Linked DNA regions of Cyprinus carpio: regions 1 and 3 are each linked to region 2. A link is a contact called in public Hi-C data. All regions are on one chromosome and are shown on one strand. The core of a region is the stretch at or near the end of the contact, and the rest is flanking DNA. Distances in the headings are between cores, read along the strand shown. Region 1 overlaps tsc22d3 (TSC22 domain family protein 3). Region 2 has its middle 78 kb from the start of tsc22d3. Region 3 overlaps tsc22d3 (TSC22 domain family protein 3).

Region 1 (2,700 bases), core at 15-2,514, 58 kb after region 2:
CCTATCAATGGTTTTCCACGTATTCAAAATAATTACTAATATTGAAGTCAGCACTGGCGTCATCATTGTAATTGTACTGTTTATAATACAAACTTGTTTTAGGTTTTCGGTTTCATGTGATATTATTCTAAAGTTGCACCCACAGAAAAACAAATTTTGTGCATGTCTTTAAATTTTATATAATTAAATTATTATTATTTTTTTTATTTTTATTTTACTTTTCAACAAGGATGCAGTAAATTAAACAAAAGTGACAGTAAAGACATATGATGTTACAAAAGATTTATATTTCAAGTAAATGCTCTTCCGCAATCTTAAAAAAAAAATGTATCACCCAAAAATATAAATCAGTACATCTGTTTTCAGCATTGATAATAATAAGAAATATTTCTTAAGCAAATCAGCATATTATAATTATTTTTGAAGGATCATGTTACTCTGAAGACTGGAGTAATGATGCTGAAAATGTAACTTTGCATCACATGAATAAATCACATTTTATATGTTATAATAGAAAATTTAATTTTAATAATATTTCACAATATTACTGTTTTACTGTATTTTTCCTTGAATAAAAACAACCTTGATGAGTATAAGTGACATTACAAACCCCAAACTTTTGAATGGTCATCTTCATCATCTTAATCATAATCTCACTAAACTAAGCATTATTTGTTAGTAAAGCTCTTGATGAGGCGAGAGCTGTAGAAAGTGTCTGATGGTGGTCTGACGTGAGCCACGGAGACAGAGACTTCCCTGCATGCAAAGTGGCAGCAATACAAGCGAAGCTCCAGTGTTCTGGCCTCAGAAGATAAGTGGACATGCCAGGAGGAGGGTGGAGCATAAGGCATCTGATGTCATTACATCCGCTATAACGTAGATCAGCTGGCATCAACACAATGTGCAGAGCCTGGCGAAGGGCCTCCTGTTAAATCCATTCATTAGTGCATCTCATCTCAACCGAAAACAAAACGTGCGTGTGTGGAGCAGTACTAATTTATTTTATCAGGTACGCTTCAGTGTCAGTTGGCTAGGAAAGTGCCTGTTTGTATTCTCTGCGACCAATGAGGCTTGAAAACAAAAGTAAATCAATTTCAAACATAATTGTGTTAATATGTGCAATAAAAGGGCACCATAAATCATTCTTTATTTACTTTCTTGCAGCGTATTATCTGCACTGAAAGAATTTTAACCTCTAAATCATATGATGTTGTCATCGGATGGTTTCCAAAGACAACACAGACAAAATGCCTTTGACACAATTGAACCATAAACCTTAAGGCAAACACCAATGTCTAAATAACTAAGGAACAGGAGCGAAGGTCAAGAAATAGTGTTATCTTGCACACGTTGTCATCACAGCACATTTGAAGATATACACAAATAGACAAGAGAAATCCACACAAAATCCTCTCCCTCTCAGTCTATATATGGCCGGATGAGATGCATGTGTTGGCTGGATAAAGCTGGCAGCCTGGCAGGGAAGATTTACTGCACCTGGGCCGCCTCAAACTCACTGCCCCAAACTCATTCCTCTGTCTTCATCATGAATGGATCCTAGCAAAGAAAGGAATTTTCCAGAAACAGGGTAACCTTGTTCACCTTGAGCCATAACCGCCGCCTACGCTACATCTGAGTACTGGTGTTTGTGCACTTACTTAGGGTTATGTGTGTGCATTCAAGCAATTACCTCTGCAGAATGAAAATGTGTTATCTTAAGGCTTTGTGCATTCTTAATCTTCTCCGCACAAAAGGATTAAATCGTTGAAAGGTATGAACTGAAAGATGATAAATGTGCAGGTAGCAGAGGCAGTGACGTAAAAGCTCTGATCAATGTCAACCAACCAGACAGAAATGCGTAGGTCAACTGAACGCTGCAGAGATGTTTTTATCTGATGTGCAGGATTTTTTACACGTAGGCAGCGTTTGAGCCAATTAGCTGTCAGCATATCTCCAAAACAATCTAGAAGCCTAGTCAGACTTGAGAAAGTTGTCCAAAAAATGGTGATATGCTGGCATGCAGCCACTTTTGCAGAAACACGCGATGTTCAGAGCAGTCAGGGGAGGTGGAGGCCATACGCCGCTATGCAAAAGCATGTAACAATGCTTCTGAACTTCAATGAGGTCGCCTATAGGCCTTAGATGATCTTCGGTGGGAATGAATAATGCAAAGTAGGTAATTTCACACATACACCCACCAATTAATGCTGAATGCATTTTACACGGTGCAATTTGCAATCTTGCACGTAGCAGACTAATGCAATCTGCTGTACTTTATAGCACTGTATAGCAATGAGATGCAGACAACTCAGTTGACTATAAAATTCAGATAGTGTGCTTGACTTAATTGGACTGCAGATAGTTATTGAATAACACAGATTTTTAGAGTGTGCAAAAGTCATTTGCTCCATAATGTGCCAATAGTGTGTGTTGAAAGACTGTATCTGCATGCAACAGTTTGACACTACTCTGCAAACTCCAAATACTGAGATTGAAATGGATAGGTGCTGTCAAGAATGTCTTTCGAGACTTTGTTTGCAGTTCTTAGTCACTGTAAAAACAAGACAGTTAATAGAAAGTCTGTTTTTAATGCAAATACAAAGGGTACAAGCAAGTTCCGTGTATTTGCACAGTTTTACTTTCTCTAGCTCTCTAAGTCCCTCTCCATGATTATTTCATTTTATTTCAAAATAAAATATA
Region 2 (2,700 bases), core at 38-2,537:
ATATTAAAAAAAAGGAAAGAAACAAACAAACAAACCTAACCAACGGTCTCCTATTTACACATGTGAATACAAATCAAAATTTTAGGAGTTAATGTAATAATAATAATAAAAAATGATTATGAATGATTATAAATGATGTATCACATAACCTTAACTAAACCACTTTTTTTCTTTTCTATTCAACATTTTGCATAATTGGATTAGGCTAAAATTGTATAGAATGATAACAGATATTTATATTTTTTGCCAGATGCATTCTTTCTATTTTACTGTTCTGTGAGTGACAGATATAAAGCATTAAAGCGTGCAGTGCCACACAGATCCAGTAGGGGGAGGTAGAGGACTTTGTTTAATGATGTGTGACCTACTTTATTGTCTGGAACACAGTGTTCCCTCACATGAGGTCAGACAATAAAACTGACTTCACAGTCAACGGCCGAGACAAGTGTTCAATCACATTCTTGAAATTTCACTCTGGTTAATCCAAGGCGAGAGAGAGAGAAACAGTTGCTTGTTGAAACAGTGCCTGGTACATGACCTGGTGAAATTACACAAAACATTATGTACCACACCTTGTAGTCACATGGTTACAAGTGGTGTTGTGGTGAACGTTGGGTTTTGATAGATGACAGATGTAAACTGTGTTCTGTTGATGATCAGAGATGTTTATAGGCGTGTTTGGGTTGTTGGAGGCATGTGAACCGTCTGCTGTCTGTCGATGTGCATAACTCCATCTGTCTCGAGAACATTGTGGTTGGACAGAGGGATGTGGCTGCAAACACAATACAGTGATCATGTTTTCATATTATCTCTATCTGCATCAGTCAGTCCAGCGTATAGCACCCCAAACTGCAGATGAAAATCACCTGGGAACAAAACCTTGATCTGGTGATACGGTGACACGCGGGCCTCCTGTACAGTGTTGTCTCCATCAGGGATGCACAGATACCTTCAGATGTCTGTACACAAGAGGTCAGTCCGTACACAAGCCTATTTGCCAAGGAAGGAAAAGGGAAACCCATGTAGGACAGCTTATCAAATCTAAAATACTAGTTTGAACTGGTCGAGATTTGGATACTTTTCTTAGATGACTGCTGTCGAGTTCCCAACGTACTGATTATGTAACATACAAACAAAATGCACTTCAGAAGTTAAAGGTTAGAAAGTAGACTTCTATCAGGCGAGTGACATATAGTCTATATGTCAGTATGCAGCAGTTGTAGGCAGTAGTATTATGCTCGCCCACATCTGTGCTTGCCACTTCGCGTGCAGCTTTTCAAACCGAAACTACCAATGTTCTGAACATTTTGTCCCCCGCTTTGTGTCGATCAGGGAAGTAGCTCACCACCATCAAAATAACACTGCACGTCATCTGCTCAAGATTTTCATTGGCATTTTACAGACACCAAATGTGTCAGACAGCCCTAAAACACTGCCATTGCCAAGTGGCTAATGACATCTTTTATGCATTATTTTTTTCTAGTAATAAAAATTCCTTTGTGTTGTATTCACAGGGTTGTGAAAAATAAATGCATCAATTATCTCTTTCTCTCTGCATGACAGATCAATCTGAAAATGTTTTATATTTGAATATATTGTATTGTATCCTGCTGTTTTATTTTATTTGAAAATGTCGGTGGAAATCTTGGTGTCCAGTCAAGTCTGGGCTTGCCATTATGTATCATAACTGTAAATGTATGTTGTGGGCACACTGTATGTGTGACTGAATCATCTTCCTTGTGTATGTTATGAGGCACAGTCACATGATAGTTATCAGATCTCTAGTGTGAGATTTGCTGCTATGTATACTGTTCATGCATGCATTTGAGTCACAGTAAGGATGTGTTGTTGTCACTCTGTGTATGACTAAAACGTCATCTGCCTTGTATATTGTAAGTTAGGAGATACAGTCATATGACTGTTATGAGATTATAAGTGTGAGATTTGCTTTTATATATACTGTACATGCATGCATTTAAGTTCAAAGCACAGAAAAAAAATCTATTTTCATGCTGGATGTTAAAGTTAGTTTTCTAAATGCTTAAAACATGAACTTGCATGGTTTAGAATTTCCTGTGGAGGTTTCGTTTTACCTATAAGGCTTGTGTTTACAGGTGTTTATGACCGGTTGATTGTGAAATACAGCCATAAATGGAGAGCTCATGCACGCACCTGAGTACTGAATGCAGCCTGAAAAACACACTGAAGTCTGAAAGTGTCTGTTTGTGAGGTGTGTTCAGTCTGCACATCGAGTTCTGAAAAGAAATTACTTGCAGTCACGAGCCAAGATTTACAATTTCTGTTTAACAGTGATGGTCCACTAAAAAGAAAACAACAAAAATGGTATAAATACACATGTGCACAAATGTTTATTTGCTATCTTAATGGAATATACCATAAAGAAAGTTAACTAGAAGTGCTAATGTCATTGGTGCCGATTTAGCCTCATGGTTAGTGTGCCGATATATACAGTGCAATTGCGCTCGTGGTGACCCGAGTTCGATTCCCATCTCTAAGACCTCTAATAATCTAATCTTTTTTTTTCCTGGTCAGGATGCCATCAAATATCAAAATTTCCTAATCTAGTGTAATTTCCACATACACTACCATTTAAAAGTTTGATTTCAGTAACTTTTCTGAGAGAAAAAAATAATAATAAAAAGTTTAACTCTTTCCCCGCCATTGACGAGTTATCTCCTC
Region 3 (2,747 bases), core at 74-2,573, 34 kb after region 2:
CTGTATGTGATTTTTTTTTTTAAGATCCTATAGATCCATTTACAACCAAGAACATGAAAAAAAAGCAACCACTGTAGACTGTTGGCTTAAAATGGCTATATTTTTGTGACCGTTGCAGAATTCTATTCATCCATTGCCATCTTGTCTTGCCGAGTGCCAAACACGCTAAGCGGCTTAATCTGAATTTTAATGTACTCCAGTCCAGATTTGAAGTCAGATTAACCTTTTTCTGTAATTTTAGCCGAGTGCAGTTTGATGATTGTGCCTGAGCGAATTAACCCCAAACGTATTTCCACAACTACTCGGATCTATGGAAACAAACCTCTCCAGTGTTTGTTCTTGGACGGTGCATGAAAGCTAGGAAGAGCGTTGTGACAGGAATACAACTGGGTGCTTCAGCTCTGGCAGCAGCTCTTTGTAACAAATGTGTTTTACAGGGCAGGTTTTTTTGTCTGGCCTGTTTTCTTTGTGGGCTCTTTGCCCTGCAGCCATTTTCCTCAAAGGAAACCTTGCCATGTCCTTTCTGTTTCATTTCCGAGACTTATGTAAGGCTGTCACACCTTTGTTCTGCTTTGATAGTGGTTATTCTTTGTGACAATTTGTGTACATTACAAAGGCCAATGTCTCATTTAAGCTTTGAAAGGATTGTGAGCCACTAAACATACAATATGACAGCTATTTTCTGCTTCTGACACTGAAATCGAAGCTCTGAGGTGTAGGTGAAGTAACAGGGAGACAAAGTCAGCTAAATGTTCTGGGTTGCACTTTAAAAAAAGTCAATAAGTGTTTCCTCTCTCAAGGGGCAAGGAACAAAATCAACAAAATCTGCCCCTCTCGACAAATACTCCAACAATTGCCAATGGAAACAGTCCTTGGGATGGTGTTTAAAGAGTGATGCATTGAGGGACTTTTGTCCATGCGTTTCTGGGAATTTATTGATGCTATAAAGCTCATTTCGTTTGCTTAGTTTAGAAGTGGCTTGAACTTCACCACTTTTTCAAAACAGCGGGAGTTCTCCGCTCCATGATCCGTGTGATTGAGTTCCTTGGACACAAAGCGGATTTAGAGAGGGAGCGCGGGCGTCTCTCCAACTAGGACAGAATGTACCGCACGAGTCCGCTCACATGCATAAATGTGCACGCAGCTGTCATTTTGCAGTGCTGATGAATCAATGCAGCGTTTGAGTTTGTTATTGGCTTCGGTGTCAGCTGTTGATGGCCAGACGTAATGTTTTGCACCTTCTCTTGGACAAACTAGGCTTTCAGTGCTGGGTAGAGAGAGGGAGGGCTGATACTCTAATCCTGTGTGTTTACACCTCCTCTCTAATGTCATGTGCTCTCATGTGCACTGAGTGCCTCTGACTGAACTCTGACTGAGCTAGAATGCACAAAGCACCACCAATCAGGTTCATTTTAGTACACATTGAATTAGATTATCTGTAACTCAAAAGATGCTTTAAAATGTTTTCAGTAGAACCTCAATGAAATAAACATTTAAATGTCAGCTCTGTATTTTTTCCTCTATTAAAATTTTAAGGATCTTCTGATTCATTTATCTCAGTAACCCGCAACTTGTGTACATTGTCCATTTCTTCAGAAAATGTATTTAAAATTACAACAATTTAAAAATGACAAAAAATACAGCATATTTGAATGTATAAGTAGACACGCACACACACTAAAATAGAAATATAGATTACATGTAAATAAACTGACTATTAATATAATGAATAATAATTATTAAAATGGCTAATTGACATGGGAATAATGTGTGTGTGTGTGTGTGTGTGTGTGTGTGTGTGTGTGTGTGTGTGTGTGTGTGTGTGTGTGTGTGTGTGTGTGTGTAATAGATAATATTAATGAATTGAATATTATTTAAAACAAATAATCAAATAAAAATTTATACACATACAGTACATACACACACATTTAAATTATTATTATAATTTATTATAACTGATAATATCAATCTACCAAGAAAGCACACGTTAGAAGTACACCTTAAAAATAGCAACGTGTATTATTAAATATATATATGTGTGTGTGTGTGTGTGTGTATATATATATATATATATATATATATATATATATATATATATATATATATATATATATATATAATATGAAAACCCCTGCAATGTGTTTGCCATCTGCAGTCTAGCAAGAGCACTTGTGCATTACTTACACAGCTTTTTCTGAGTTGTGATTGGATCTAAGTCCTCTATCCACAGTTTGTCCAGTCTTATCAGCATTCCACCTCTTTCCTTCGGCCTAGCTGGTGATTTACACTTTGTGCTTACATTTGCACTCTTTTCTAACTTTTTAATCAGAACGAATTGTGCTCTCCAGTGTAAAAAGCTTTCTCTGCCTGTCTAGCATAGTGAAAGCTGAAATTTATCTTCTTCCTGAAGGAGGGTGTGAATCCTTGGTAGGCCTGAGCCTTTTTTTGTTTTCTAATTTTATCTGAATGCATTACTTCAGAATTGGCTGCCAAAATGCTGGTTTAAATTAGAAGTGTGCAGAATATTCAATGTGCCAGCACTGGAGCCCCTCCAACTAATGTAAAATTGGATGATGAGCAAAAAAAAAAAAACGAATGTGGTTAATAATTAGCCATTACTGCTGCATCAGGTCATTTTTTATTTGAGGGCAGAATAGATAAATCTTTGTGCGTATAAATAAAACTACCCCATTAAATCCAAAAGATCAGAACGTCTTAGCAGGCAAGAGTGCCAAACAGGGCAACCG

Evidence for each region. A called contact is a pair of places that touch in the nucleus more often than the background predicts.
Region 1: a contact with region 2 is called in a Hi-C map of liver, with 6 times the contacts expected there. The contact joins two enhancer-like sites. A contact is called at or near these places in 3 of 8 Hi-C or Micro-C datasets (liver, red blood cells and skeletal muscle).
Region 3: a Hi-C map of skeletal muscle shows a contact between it and region 2, with 2.3 times the contacts expected there. The contact joins two enhancer-like sites. A contact is called at or near these places in 3 of 8 Hi-C or Micro-C datasets (all in skeletal muscle).

The regions. Positions count from the first base shown.
Region 1 is chrA14:24,342,030-24,344,729 of ASM1834038v1, reverse strand. All of the region lies in intron 1 of tsc22d3 (TSC22 domain family protein 3), which reads right to left. Among protein-coding and RNA genes, the nearest start is that of tsc22d3, 20 kb to the right of the region's middle. Within about 2 kb of position 1,264, at least 1 of the 8 cell types and tissues checked has an H3K27ac peak or open chromatin away from gene starts, as enhancers often do.
Region 2 is chrA14:24,399,893-24,402,592 of ASM1834038v1, reverse strand. No RefSeq gene overlaps it. Among protein-coding and RNA genes, the nearest start is that of tsc22d3, 78 kb to the right of the region's middle. Within about 2 kb of position 1,287, at least 3 of the 8 cell types and tissues checked have an H3K27ac peak or open chromatin away from gene starts, as enhancers often do. A contact at or near this core is called in skeletal muscle, where this site is marked.
Region 3 is chrA14:24,365,712-24,368,458 of ASM1834038v1, reverse strand. All of the region lies in intron 1 of tsc22d3 (TSC22 domain family protein 3), which reads right to left. Among protein-coding and RNA genes, the nearest start is that of tsc22d3, 44 kb to the right of the region's middle. Within about 2 kb of position 1,323, at least 2 of the 8 cell types and tissues checked have an H3K27ac peak or open chromatin away from gene starts, as enhancers often do. A contact at or near this core is called in skeletal muscle, where this site is marked.